Linked DNA regions of Sus scrofa: all the other regions are linked to region 2. Evidence: chromatin contacts called from public promoter capture Hi-C data. All regions are on one chromosome and are shown on one strand. The core of a region is the stretch at or near the end of the contact, and the rest is flanking DNA. Distances in the headings are between cores, read along the strand shown.

Region 1 (4,389 bases), core at 1,433-3,932, 400 kb before region 2:
AATGAAGGCAGGGATCAAACCCATGTCCTCATGGATACTAGCCAGATTCATTTCCACTGTGCCACAACAGGAACTCCTGTTGTTTTTTTTTTTTTTTAATACACAGGATTGTCGGGATTTATCCACTGGTACATAAAATATTATTTTCTTTAGAATATTTAGGAAATCCAAACTATCATGTTTGTTTACTGATAGTAAACAATCATATAAGTTTATTGTATAAGTTTATACTCAGCCCTGGTTGGGGGAAGATGTTTCAGAAAAAGAACTTAGATGATTTTAATTGCAAAAAACTTTCAAGTCATCATGCCCAGATTGATTATGTTTTATTTCTTGTGGCCTTTTGTGGGGGGCTGAGCTAGTTAAATTATTTAGATTATAATAATTATCACTGCTTTCTGTAATCACATAGCTGGAAGATACATGCCTTTTAATTATCCATGGAATTTAGCTACTTACATTTTTCTTTAAAATCTCCAGAGAGTGTAACACATTCTTACTACCTCAGGAAAAACACAAGTAAAATAGATACAGTAAAATAGATAGTTCCAGTGCTCACTGGAACTTCCCAGTATTGAGACTGAATTTTTCCTATTGAAATTCAAGTTCATACCTCTTGGGATAGTAAAGATTTAACTTAGACTTGGCTAATTTTAGCTTACTTACACAAGGGAAGGCAGATATTTATTCTTTCCTGATACTGAATGTGAAAAGAATACAGCTGAGAGAAATGTAACATTATTGGTGTTCCCCTTGTGGCTCATCAGTAAGGAACCTGACTAGTATCCTTGAGGACATGGGTTTGATCCCTGGCTTCACTCAGTGGATCGAGGACCTGGTTTTGCCTGAGCTGGGGTGGAGGTCGCAGATGAGGCTTGGATCCTTCGTTGCTGTGGCTGTGGGGTAGGCCGGCAGCTACAGCTCTGCTTTGACCCATAGCCTGGGAACTTCCATATGCCACAGGTGCAGCCCTAAAAAGACCAAAAAAAAAGTAACATTATTAATTCATGAAATTTTTACCCAAGCTAAAAAATGCTTATTAGAAAATCAGTAAGTAAAACATGTGGTCCAATTCTACATACTTTCTTTCTTTCTTTTTTTTTTTTTTTTGAGAAACTGTCATGTACCAGCATCATAATATTAAGATGGTGCATGTGGATTGCTGTCAGAGATGTGCTTCCTGAGGTTTCTGCAATTTGCATGATGCTGAAACCTTGCCCTTCTCTTGCTTTTTGATTTTCTAGACTGGCAGAGTTTAAGCTAATAATGGTTTCCTGAAGAGGGTTAGGTTCCTATCTAGTTTAATATCAATATTTCTTTTATCCTATAGGGACAGTTCTATTTGAGAGCTTGTGGGCAATTTTAATTATCAGCAAGAGGCTGAGTTGAAATAAGAGTTTCCACGTTGACAAGCTACAAAGTCAATCTCATACAGAATTTTATTTTTTTGTAATTTTATTATCAAGAACCAGTGTTTTGGGTTTGTTTTTTGTTTTTGTTTTGTTTTTTGCCTTTTTAGGGCCACACCCGCAGCATATGGAAGTTCCCAGGCTAGGGGTCAAAGCAGAGCTGTAGCTGCCAGCCTATGCCACAGCCACAGCATTGCAGGATCCGAGCCACGTCTGTGACCTACAACACAGCTCATGGTAATACTGGATCCTTAAACCACTGAGTGGATGGAACCTTTGTCCTCATGGATGTTAATCGGGTTTGATACCACTGAGCCATGATGGGAACACCTCTCATACAGATTTCCAGTAGATGATGAAGTATAACAAGTTCTGTGGTAACTAAATTAATGCAAGGAACACATGGCTATATAAAGTATACAGTATTACATCTTTTATTTTTATATACATTGTTATTCACAGTTCACCAAGATGCTAATAACTTAATTAGCATTTATGAAGAATTTAAGGATACCTAATTAAGCATATTTATTTATTTTTGTCTTTTTGCCATTTCTTGGGCTGCTCCCGTGGCATATGGAGTTTCCCAAGCTAGGGGTCTAATCGGAGCTGTAGCTGCTAGCCTATGCCAGAGCCATAGCAACTCAGGATCCCAGCCACATCTGCGACCTACACCACAGCTCACGGCAACGCCGGATCGTTAACCCACTGAGCAAGGGCAGGGATCGAACCTGCAACCTCATGGTTCCTAGTCAGATTCGTTAACCACTGAACCACGACGGAAACTCCAAATTAAGCATATTTAGATAGAGTATTACTAAGCATATTTTATATCTAAGTGTCCCTTTTCATTTGCTTCTCAGCTCATCTCAGGAAAAAGTGAAGCACAGACAAATGTTCACATGATAGAATATAATAAAGTTTCCCTTCACAATGACCTAATCTTTTTTTTTTTTTGTCTTTTTGCCTTTTCTAGGGCCACACAACAGCACATGGAGGTTCCCAGACTAGGAGGGGTCTAATCCGAACTGTAGCCGCGGGCCTGCACCAGAGCCACAGCAACGCAGGATCCTCAACCCACTGAGTGATGCCAGGGATTGAACCCACATCTTCATGGATACTGGTCGGGTTTGTTTCTGCTGAGTCAAAATGTGAACTCCTTGCAACATTTTTTTTAGTGAAAAACTGAAAGTTTAAAGAACCTAATAATTGTATATGATCTCTTTCATTATGGAAAAAAAATTATTTATGTTTTGTCCAGGGCTAAAGCCTGGAGGGATATAGTTACTAAGTCAACTTTCTGTAAAGCTTTATGGAAGTATAGTTGATTTACAATGTTGTAATAATGCTAAGTCTATTTAACAGGTTTTATAACCAAGCTCTCTTTGAACATGAAAATGGCCTACTTGCTGCTTTAGGAGTTTTGTATGCTCTATAGTATTTTTTTTTTTAATTGAACTATAGTTGACTTGCAGTATTGTGTTTGCTCTGTATACGTTTTTTGTAGCTTTGGGTAAAAAAATCATGGAACACATGACATCCATTCTGTCTCCCAATAATTTAAGACACATGACATCCATTCTGTCTCCCAATAATTTAAGATCCACGAAAACTGGAGAAGAGGAGGAGAGAGAAAGAAGGGAAATTAGTATTTATTATGAGCTGATAGAAGCCAGGGATAGCACTAGGTATCCTTGCATATATCGTCTTATTCGAGCCACAGGACCATCCTGTGAGGTGACATTACCCCCTTTTTACAATCAAGGAAACAGGCTCAGAGAACTTCTGTATGGAGAACTGAATTTGAATGCTCTTTCCGCTGTACCTGCGTGCATCCTTCCCAGGGGCTTTTCAGGGCTACGTGTTCATGCCCTCTAAGTTAATAAAACTCTGGATTCAGAACCAGGACACAGTTTTGAAAGTTTTGGGTACTTCCCGTCCAGTTTTCTGCAACAGAAAGTAGGGATAACAACTGACCCCTTTTCCACTCCAAAAGATTGACGTGTTAATTAGGGAGCCAAAATTAGCTGGTAGTCGCAAAGAGAATGAACCACGACTCTTAACACGCCCACAGAGGCTGACTCCGGCCAGGGACAGCTCCCGCTTGGGGCGGAGGTGACCTCGCAGGTCTGCGGCCAAGTAGGGAGCTCCCGGACCGCGCCTCTCTCGCGGTCCGTCCAGGGACTTGTAGTTCCCGTCAGGCGCGGGCGCGCCCGGGCGTGGGGGACGCGCGGCTCTCCTACTACAAGTCCCGTGATGCTCCGGGGCGCCGCTGCAACTGCGTGCTGAGGCCGCGGGGCGTGCGGGCGGCGCGGGCGGCGCGGCGGCGGAGCAGTAAAGATGGCTGCGCGTGGGTCTCCGCCCTCCTCTCCCGGCTGAAGCGCTCGGAGGCGGCGGCGGGGCGGCTCGGAGCAGCGGCGTTATGGCAGAGCTGGAGCACTTGGGCGGGAAGCGGGCCGAGTCGGCGCGGGCGCGGCGGGCCGAGCAGCTGCGGCGCTGGCGGGGTTCGCTGACGGAGCAGGAGCCCACCGACCGGCCGGGCGCGGGGCGGCAGCCGCAGAGTCGGCGCGCGGGCCCGCGGGTCCGCTTCGAGGACGGCGCCGTGTTCCTGGCTGCCTGCTCCAGCGGAGACACCGACGAGGTGAGGCGGCTCCTGGCCCGGGGCGCCGACGTGGACACGGCCAATGTCGACGGCCTGACAGCCCTGCACCAGGTGAGCGCAGCGCGGGTGCTGCGAGCCCGCTTCTCGCCGCCGCCGCTCGGCGGCCGGCTGTTCCCGACCTCGCAGGACCGGCGCCCGCCGCAGTCGGGTGTTTGTATTTCCCTCCCGCTCCGCGGGTCGTCATGGTTACCGGTGCTTTGGCCGGGGGTCTGCTGCGCTCTCGAGTCCTGCTTTCTGTGCGAGTCGTTCTGCCGTCTCTGAGAGCGCATCCCGTGCTGGGGAGGGCGGAGGGCCGAAGGGTCTGAAACCACACCTGGT
Region 2 (4,673 bases), core at 46-2,545:
ACAAGGCCAGGGATCGAACCCGCAACATGGTTCCCAGTCGGATTCGTTAACCACTGCGCCACGACGGGAACTCCCTTACTACAGTTTCTTAATCATTTACCTGCAGAAGGACATCTGCGCTGTTTCCAGTTTTCAGCTATTACCAATAAAGGTGCCGTGAACATTCGTGCACAGCTTTTTGTGGGACCATGTTTTCATCTCCTTCGGGATAAAGGTTAGAAGTACACTTACTGGGTCCTGTGTTAGGTGCTTATTAATTTGAAAACAAACTCTTGGCTTGCTCTCATGTTCTCAAACACTGCTCTGTCCTACCCGCCCCCCAACTAAAGTTAAAAAAGCAACAATTCCCGCTCTAACATCACCTCCCCTTCCCTACATTCTCGAGCTCTTTTATGATTGTTGCTTTTCTGTGATTGTAATTTTCTCTGCCTCAGACTACAAGTGAGACTGCATGAAGGACAGAGTTCTGGGGTCTGTAACATTTTATATGAGAAACCATTCACAGGACAGACCGCAGGGTAATGAACACGCTGATCTGCTCTGCCTGCACTAACCCTTAGATACGCTAACTGAGGACTGCATTTACTTAAATCCCAGCATCTGTAGTCCTCATGCGCAGTCTCGATGCAGGGGGAGCGGGGCGCTGGGCACAGAACGTGGGACACGCGATCTGTGCAGTGGTGAGAACGACTTCTAGTGATTCACCCGGTCAGCAGGCGGGGGGGGGGGGGGGCAGCGAGCATTCAGCTGGTTCCGGCCACGCCCGCAGCATGTCCCATGCCCCTGAGTCCTCGAGCCCACTAAGCCGCCCTCAGGGGTCCGCGGCGCCCATTCCCCGCCCTCGGGAGTTCCCGGCGCCCACTCCTGAACCTGAGAACTAACGCTCTGGCTCCCTCGGAAGCCAGCCTGCAGGGCCCCGGCGTCGGGACCCTGCGGTCGGCAGGCGCGGCTCCGGGGCGCGAGTATCTAGCCGTGTGTCCGGATCCAGACCTAGCGAGGACCCGGTGTCGCCCGGCCCGCCCCCTCCCCAGCCCCAGCCCCTCACCTGCCGACGGGAGAAGAGCGCCGTGCCTGGCTGTAGCACGCGGGAGCGACAGCGCTGGCAAAGAACCGCCTTCCGGTTCCGGCCCTCGGCGGACACCAGCTCACTCGGCGGCGTTATGGGGTCCATGACCACCACCCCGGCCCTCGGCCGCGACGCGCAGGCGTGGTCTGGGTACAACGCTCCACACCGCGCAGGCGCAATCTCGGCGGCGGCGCGGGTGCAAGCGCCGCTTCCGCGCCCCCGACCCCACTGCGCAGGCGCTGTCGGTCACCTCCGGACCCTGCGGCTGGGTGTGGGCGTGGCTTTGTGACAGGTGCCTCCTGGGAAGTGACAGCCTCTGCACAAGTTCACGTCGGCTCTGGGTTTCCCTTATAGTGAGTGCAACCTCAGGTGTGCATTTAGTCTCTTGAACGACAGGGACAATCCGGGGTCAGACCCCCATTAGCAAGTCTCAGCAGCAGTGGCTTCCATGGGACGCGGCCCACCTTCTGGGGCGGAGAGGTTCCTGGAAGCTTTAGTTGCTGCTCTCCGTCCCGATCGTTTACTGCGTGGCACGACACGGTGTTGAAGCGCTATGGAAATCTCTCGAATCACCAGTTTCGTCATGGTGGTGTATTGCAATGAGGTCAGAAAGGCCACCTTCCAGGCCCAGGGATTCAGGCATGGCCCTAAAGCCACTGCTCTGGGTCGTTACACTCTACTCTCATTCGCTCCCGTTAGTCTTTAGATCTCTAGAGTACTGGTTGTAGTGCAACAGGGTGGCCCTTCCTGAAATGGCAGGGGAAGCAGAATATGAAGGGGAGCTAAGCCATCTAACGAATATCTCATCTACCCACCACCCGTGTCTGCATCTTTTTCCTCTTTTTCCTTCATTAGTTCAGCAATTTGCTTAGCAATTAGAGAATATGCTGTACTCTGAGGATGCTATGAGGACAGGCCTTTTGTACTGGAGAACACAGTACAAACAGGAAGACAGATCCAAGTCCAATGACTTGTGATAAAGACCATCAAGGGAAGGGAACAAAGTAACTGGAAACACAAATTCCACCTACTTTGTGTAAATCACAGGAGCAATTCTGTCTGGGGAATTAGAAGAGGCTTTACCTAGATGACAGTTGAATTGGGCAATAAAAAGTGACTAAGATTTGTCAGGAGAGCAATTTTATTTCCAATAGAAAGAACAGCATCATACAGTAGGGGGTGAGAACAAATTTAGGGGTGGTTAGTAGACCACTGTGGATGAAGCACATTTTAGGTGGGGGGAAGCGAGGGTGTAGAAAGGTGTAGTGAGCCCCTATTGCCGTGGCTCTACTGTCACCCTAAGGAATTTGAACTTCATAATGTGGGCAATAGGATATTAATATTTACTGAAAATGTTCTGTATGTTAGGTATTGTAATGACCCTATCTGTGCGTTAGAAATATAACTGATGACAAGATGGGATTAGATTGGAAGGCAGGAAAATAGTAGAGGTAAAGCCATCAGGAGACTATAATCCATGAGTTGGGGGGGGCAATATGAACTATGCAGAGCAGAGGGAATAAAAATATAGTAATGGGGAGTTCCCGTTGTGGCTCAGCTGTTAATGAATCTGACTAGTATCTATGATGACGCAGGTTTGATCCCTGGCCTCGCTCAGTGGGTTAAGGACCTGGTGTCGCCGTGAGCTGTGGTGTAGATCGCAGATGTGGCTGGGATCTGGTGTTGGCTATGGCTATGGTAAAGGCCATTGGCTACAGCTCTAAGTTGACCCCCAGCCTGGGAACTTCCATATGCTGTGGGTGCGACACTAAAAAACAAAAAACAAAAAAATAGTAATGGCAGATCCCGTCATGGCTCAGTGGAAACAAATCTGACTAGCATCCATGATGCAGGTTTGATTCCTGGCATTGTGCAGGGGGTTAAGAATCCAGTGTTGCCACGAGCTGTGGTGTAGTTTGCAGATGTGGCTTGGATCTCGCATTGCTGTGGCTGTGGCATAGGCCAGGGCCCAGGAACCTCCATATGCCGTGGGTGCGGCCCTAAAAAGGAAAAAAAAAAAAAAAAAAAAGACCAAAAAAAAATATAGTAATGGATTTGGAACAATTAACTTAGACACTAATTGCATGTCTGTACTGTGGTAGAGGTGACAGGTGACCTAAGATAAAGGTAGCTTTCAGAGGTTAGATAACTAAGTGGCTGGCTGCTAGTTAAGGGAGCTAGAAAAACAGGAGGAACACCAAATATGGTCCGAGTAGATACCTGAGCACGACAGGTACAGAGGACTGGGGAGGGTGAAAGGGAGTAGCGGGGTATTCAGTTGTGGCTGCCTTATAAGAACTATTTGGGAATTTGGTCTGAAACTCAGCAGCTGGCAGTGAAGACAGCCCAGGAGCCATGGGTTCTCCAGGCCCCCTTCTCTGTTCCCCTCTGTCTCTTTCTGAGAGGATGAGCCCCAAGTGTCACAGCTTGGTTTGGTCGGCAGGCACAATCCATCCGCTAGAGAAAGGTTGGCAGGCCTCTTTCGTGAACCTCTTTGGCTCCCCCCTCCCTTTGCTCTGGGAATAGCAGGATTTTTGCAGTTCTGCAGGCCTTCCAAATAGCTGTTTGCATCACATTGCACAAATCTAAGCAAATGGGAAAAGGACTGGGGCGCCTAAAACAGTAAAATGCAAGTGGGTACAAAATGAGCCCAAGACTGCCTCTTCTTAATCCCCTTGGTTTCCTAGTAAAGTCCAAGTGTGAGAAGAGTCTGTGAATAGGTAATTCAAGTAACACTGTACTGATGAGACTCTCCAGAGATCTCTTACCTGTCTAACAGATACACAGGAGAGCTAGCTGGCAAACACACTGATGAACGGGTGGAAGAAAGAGAACCTACAGCTCATCGCTGTGCCTGGCCCCCAAAGTGTCTCGGAAGGTGATGCTGGTTCACCACAAACTCTCTTACAGGCACTTGAGACCACTGATTTTTAATATTTTCTTAAAAAAATACAAAGGAAAGGAACTTTAGGTCAACACAATTCAGGGCAAGAGGAAAAAAATGGAATTTCAGAGCAAAGGGAAAGTGCGCCCTTGTTTAGGCAACCACGTCTGCGTACTCCCAACACCCACAGAGCAGGGACTTCACTCCACGGCACAGGGGAGCCTGGGCTGGCAGCTCAGGACAGGAACAGCAGGTACGGAAACTAACAAGGATCTCAGTTGTCGTTGATGAGTCTATCCTGGGGTGAAGATAATCCACTCGAAAGACAGGGAGGGGAGGGTCTAGTAGGAAAGGGACTAATGTACAAAACGCAGCACAAAAAAACCAGTCCTTAGCAGAAGTATGCCCTTAAAGGAATGGGGTAGGAACCTGGGCCTGGGACTTCCCAGCAGCTGCCAGCCACCCTCGCCCTCTACAGAGCACGGCTGTGTGATGCGCAGAAGCGTTTGATTCCACAGGGAAGGATGGTCTCTCCCCCTCAAGGCAGGCCTTGCCTGGCGAGAGGAGCATGGAGAGGTGAGCCACAGCAGGGAGTAAGACAATCGTGAAGTCACAGGAACGCCTAGCTCGTCCCAGGCCCACCAAACGCCCCCCTAACGTTCATCTAACGGGCTGGCTCTGTTACTTCAGATGGTCTCCGGGGCCCCAGAGCACAATATTCTT
Region 3 (5,023 bases), core at 46-2,545, 280 kb before region 2:
ATTTTAGACCTGAAAGAAGCTTTAACCTTCTCATTTTATAGATCACAAATGAGGCCCAGAGAGACATGTACGTAGCACAGCTGTGTTCCTCGTCCAGGGCTGTGCACCACCTCAGTCCCGGCCCCGGCCTTTCCGTGTCTGTGGCATGTGGGCAGGAGCCGCGGGCGCAGCAGCGAGACCCCCAAGGCAGACGCTGCTCGGCCTCGGATGCCTTGGGCTGAGAGGCTGCAGCCTCCTCACCTGTCAGTGATAGCCTCTCCCAGGAAATAGAACGAGCTCTTGCATTTAAGTAGTCAGCGATGATTTTCCAAACCTGTAGGTTCCTAAATCTGGAAGAGAGTAAAGCTTTTGGAAGATTCTTACTGATCGTAGAATTGTGTGACTTTGAAATCAATTATGAGTTGATTCCTTAAGCATGGATTGTCTGGAGAGTCCAAAAGGACTCAGACTCCTCCAGAATGCCAGCATGTGCACCTGATGAATTTTGAGAAACAAATCTGCAAAGATTGCCGAGGTAGGAGAGAAAGGAGGCAGAGAGGAAGGAAGGAGAACCCAGCATCCCTTGTGTTGCCCGGAGCCCTTTCGACCCCTGATCCCTCCCAGCCCCCAAGCGCTTCCGAGAGCAGGCCTTCCTCCTTATGCCCCGTCACCTCCCACGCAGGCCCTCCTGTGTTTGTGCTTGTGTTTCCAGCAGTTGTAGTTTCATGGATCTTTACTCCTACAGATCCCGCTCACTTTCTTAGAGTAAATAAAACCCTTTTTCCTATTTACTCTACTTCTTCACAGCTTGGCTTCTGGCTGTTTGCTGGATCTTCTCCCCTGTCTCAAGCAGTGTTTTTCATCTCCTTACTTAATCTCGTGAGGCCCCTTTATCTGCTGGAGGGCAGCCAGCGATTTTCTGTCCACCCTCCACATGGGCAGTGTCCTCGCCAGCCTCCTTTTAGGTAGAATCCTGGGACTGTTTTGCTTTCCTCCTCTCCGCACACGACTGCCTAATATGGTAAGGTATGTCCCAGGCAGGCCCGTGCCGCCAAGCTGGACCGTGGCTGAGCTTCAGGAGGCCGTAGGTGCGCTCTCAGAGCTGTGATTTATGTAGGAAGGTGCTGCTTTTCACAGGAGTCCGTAAAGCAGCCGTGATCTTTTTTTAAAAAAGACTGCAAAGACACGATAGATTTTCCTCCCTCAGCTTCTTTAAATTTAGCCAGACAGGAGGACAAGGAAGGAGACGGAAAAGGGCCATTGGCTTGTCCCCAGAGTGAGAGAGGCTGGGAAGGCAGAGGAACTGGACGGTCCCGCTCCCGAGGGGAGAGTTAACGAGCCGTGGCCACTGGGAACAGCGACCCCCCGGGAGAGCGGGGGTGTGCCGAGACTGTGGGGAGCCGCCTCTGTCAGAGGGCCCCAGGGGTCTTCTCCAGCCAGGACCCCACCTTCGCCAGTATGGCCTCTCCTTTCACTGTGCAACTGTAGTTCTTAAAATACTGCAGAGGCTGGGATTTTCTATATATGGGTCGTGCTTGTGCCTTGCTGTAGTCAGGCTGAATAAACCATCTTAAGAACAGCATTTCTTTTGGCATCTTCCTTTTAAGGACTCTATTAATTTTAGGTCGTGCTGTTGCCAAGCAAATCTCAGTAATCAAAGCACATGTATTCCTTTGAGACCCTATGAGTTTGGACCCAGTGTCCCGTTACATCAGCGAATTCTGCTTTAGTCAGAAATCTTTTCTGAGGTAGGATAACTTGACCTTCCAGGTATCTAGGCTTTGCTCAAACATCTCATCCAAGCGAAGCAGAAGGGTTATCAGCTACTGCAGGTAGTGCAGTTAACCTCGTCACCTCTTCTTTTATTCCAATTTTGTCTGCTCCTGACCGCCTTCAAGGTATTACTTTTGCTGGTGACCTGTGACCTTGTGTGTCTTCGTTGGAGGGACACCAATGAGCTTGAAACTCTGCTGGAAGTTGTTTTTTATGATTATTAAGGTCGTACATTTCATCATAGAAGTTACGAAGTATAGAAAAGTGTAAAGAGCGCCTCTAGAGGTGGTTGAACTTTTAGGGGGTCCCCATGCTGGCAGCGCCCTCCATGCATTTAGTGGACAGGGGCTGGGGACAAGCACTGGTCCTGCCGCTGGACTTCTGACCGTCCCCCGGGACAGCCATAAAGACCTTTCTACTATCTGCATTCAAAACCAGAGTTGGTTTTATGTATAAACTCACATCTTTTGGCAGAGGTTCTAAAAGCTCAACCGCCACATCATTTGAGGAAAGACCATAGCTTAGTTTTGCTCACCCCTACAGGAGTGCCACTTATACAATGTCATCATACGACACACAGCCCCACTTGCACGGCGTCGTCACACGGCACACTTACACACACACACACTCGGAGCCCGCAGTTGCCGTCTACCTTCGGGATGTTTCCGGGACGCTTTCAAGCCTCCGACCACTCACTTCATTGTGCCTTCTAGCATCATCGGCCCCAAACTGACACATCGAAAGACATTTCATTACAAATGATGTTCCTGTTGTTTCTCCTTCATGTTTTTTAATTGATTTTTGTGATTTTTATCTTAGTTTTACATCTAAGAATTTCATTTCAAGATGGTCAAAGTCAATGGGGGATAGGAAATATTTGTTATAAAAGGGGATTTACACCACTATAAAGAACACCAAAAAAAAAAAGTTATTTAAGGCATAAAAATCAAAAGAAATTATTAACATTCCGGTAAATTTCCTGCTGGTCTTTTCCCTAAGAAGTTTTGTTTTTTTGTTTGTCCCCAAGACCAACTAATGACATTCTTAAGAAAAGGATCAGTTTTCACCCTGCGTGTTCCTGGGGCCCCGTCATTACCACAACCACACTTTCATGAGCTTGTCTTCAAAGGCCTTGGGCTTAGCTTCCTAAGGAAGGAGTGGGTCTTGCTGGCTTTGCCCTGGAGAACCTCCAGGGGTAATTGTCCCCCTTCAGTGGGGGGTCTGAGGGTTGCGTTGCCTTGGTTACAGGCGCCTGGGTTTCTTCTGTTGTTAGCATGGTAGGGGAGCTTTAACCATGGCTTAGGCTTAGTTAATGTCAGTGTTCTAGCCTCATGGTCGAGTAAAAAGCTTAGTGTGGGATTTGCAGCTCTTTTTCAGCAAATGAAGTGTTTATAGATTTGCCCCAGCAGGAATATTGAGCTCTAGGCACTAACAGATGTTACCTTTCAAAGTGTTCGTCTGGGAGGACTAGAGGGTCTGGTGTCTGGGGTGAAAATGTCAAAGTGAACGGTCATAACTTACCAGTCTGCATTTTCTCCCTTTTCGTTTGCAGTCCAGCAAGTTTAAGAACCAGCAGACATTTAGGGACATGCATCTATGTCATTAAAACCCCGTAACATTCTCTCCAGACCTGAGTAAGTTAGCTAAACGTTCACACAGGAGGGCCTTAACAGGGTGTGCTTTCCTTGAAGACTTTGTTCTGAGCTCATACCGTGAACTCTCCCAGTGTTATTGATGACTGAGAGGAAAGAAGGGAGGTTTTGAAAAGCCCTTCAGCAAACTCACGGCTCCAACTAAAATACCTCGTGTGGTCTTGGAGCTCATAGCTCCGGTTATGTTCCTGAAGTTTTTTTCAGGTTATAGAAGCATTTTAAGAGGAAAATAACATCTGGATATTATATAAGTAAGTTTATGCTTTGAAATGGTGCTTTACCTGGACGTCAGGGGACTTCCAGAAGCAATTCACTGGAGTTCCTTGGTCGCTCAGCGGGTTAAGGATCCAGCGTGGTCACTGCTGTGGTGCAGGTTTGATTCCTGGCCCAGGAACTTGCACATGCTGTGGGCGCAGCAAAAATAAACCAAAAAAAACACCCCCCCCCCCCAAACAAAATGTGATTCAGCAAATGGCAGTCGGGGGGCTGAGTGGTACCCAGGGCTCGGGCTTCCCTCCCCCGGTGTGAGCAGCCGGGCCGCCTGCTGGCTGTTGAGGAGACCCGTGGGGGTGGGGCAGCCTGGCCTTCACCTTGGCACACAGCACACTAGGTCAGGGCTCAGCAGACTCTTTATGTAAAGGGGCTGATAAGAAATATTTTCCACTTTGCGGGCCGTGTGGTCCTTCACCACTACTCCAGTCTGCTGTCACAGTGGGCAGGCGGCCATAGACAACAGGTCACCACCAGGAGTGACTGTGTTCCAATAAAGCTTTATTTGTAAGAGCGGCTGGTGGGCTGCACTTGAGCTGCCCTCCGCCTGCGGGCCAGGCCACAGCTAGGCGGCCTCTGCCCCAGGTCACCGATTCAGAACGTGTCTGCTGAGGTCAGCGTGACTCCAAAGCCCGTTTTTCTCCCCTCGGAGCCCTTGGGTGACTCAGCATCTCTCTGATTCTGGAGCAGCCCAGCCAGCGGTGGGCGGGGCCCTGGAAAGGCTGGTGGGTTTGGGTCCTGCTGCAGGAAGCTCCGGGCGGAGCTCCCTGAAGGAAGGCGTCAAGGCGGGGTCTCGTCCCTGTGATCTAGATGTCGCTCCTCCGTCTGATGGTCGGCTCTCCCAGTCTGTCCCTTCTCTGCCCTCCTCCTTTGAACCTGTCCCCTCCTGCCTCCTGGAGACCTGGCGTCGAAGCCAAAGTCACGGTTGGACACTTGACCCTGGAGAAATTCAGCTTTTTGTAGACAGACAGAGACCATAACCGAGTTGGCTGCTAAGGCTCACTGATTGCTGTGTGAATTCCTCGGGAGTAGACTGTGGAATTGAGTGTCTTTTTGCCTTGTTAACCTCAGTCTGCAGAATATACGCAGGAGACCTGGCGGGTGGCAGAAATGGTGAAAGCTTTGAACTGAGCTTACTTGAAAGGATAGTTAAAAGGAGTCGATTTTTAGAAAGAAGCTAAAATGCTGATTCTTCCGCAATCTTAAGGGGAGAAATGGTGAAAGCGGACAGCGTCTGCGGCAGTAAAGGCTCATGTTGGATGCTGGGGCTGATCGCGGGTGACTACCGTTGATTGTGTGCCGAGTAAACAAAGCCAGACCTGCCCTTGAGAGCACAGGTCTGCCTGATG

Evidence for each region. Promoter capture Hi-C pulls out the DNA fragments that hold promoters and counts their contacts.
Region 1: a contact with region 2 is called in a promoter capture Hi-C map of liver, with 5 times the contacts expected there. The contact joins the promoter of PPP1R12B here to the promoter of RABIF in region 2. A contact is called at or near these places in 3 of 5 promoter capture datasets (fetal liver, fetal skeletal muscle and liver), 3 of 47 Hi-C or Micro-C datasets (embryonic fibroblasts, fetal skeletal muscle and undifferentiated spermatogonia) and 1 of 2 datasets of contacts at active chromatin or transcription factors (alveolar macrophages).
Region 3: a promoter capture Hi-C map of fetal skeletal muscle shows a contact between it and region 2, with 6 times the contacts expected there. The contact joins the enhancer-like site here to the promoter of RABIF in region 2. A contact is called at or near these places in 3 of 5 promoter capture datasets (fetal liver, fetal skeletal muscle and liver) and 10 of 47 Hi-C or Micro-C datasets (alveolar macrophages, embryonic fibroblasts, fetal heart ventricle and 7 more).

The regions. Positions count from the first base shown.
Region 1 is chr10:24,461,321-24,465,709 of Sscrofa11.1, forward strand. It overlaps PPP1R12B (protein phosphatase 1 regulatory subunit 12B), which reads left to right and starts at 2,683. Exons shown (of 25, transcript XM_021064548.1): 1 at 2,683-4,122. The coding sequence starts at 3,832.
Region 2 is chr10:24,865,846-24,870,518 of Sscrofa11.1, forward strand. RABIF (guanine nucleotide exchange factor MSS4) reads right to left here and starts at 1,296. Exons shown (of 2, transcript XM_005668014.3): 1 at 1,046-1,296. The coding sequence starts at 1,171. It overlaps KLHL12 (kelch-like protein 12), which reads right to left. Exons shown (of 12, transcript XM_013980134.2): 12 at 3,974-4,673.
Region 3 is chr10:24,581,671-24,586,693 of Sscrofa11.1, forward strand. All of the region lies in intron 18 of PPP1R12B (protein phosphatase 1 regulatory subunit 12B), which reads left to right. Among named protein-coding and RNA genes, the nearest start is that of PPP1R12B, 120 kb to the left of the region's middle. Within about 2 kb of position 1,296, at least 41 of the 83 cell types and tissues checked have an H3K27ac peak or open chromatin away from gene starts, as enhancers often do. A contact at or near this core is called in embryonic fibroblasts, fetal liver, fetal skeletal muscle and 2 more, where this site is marked.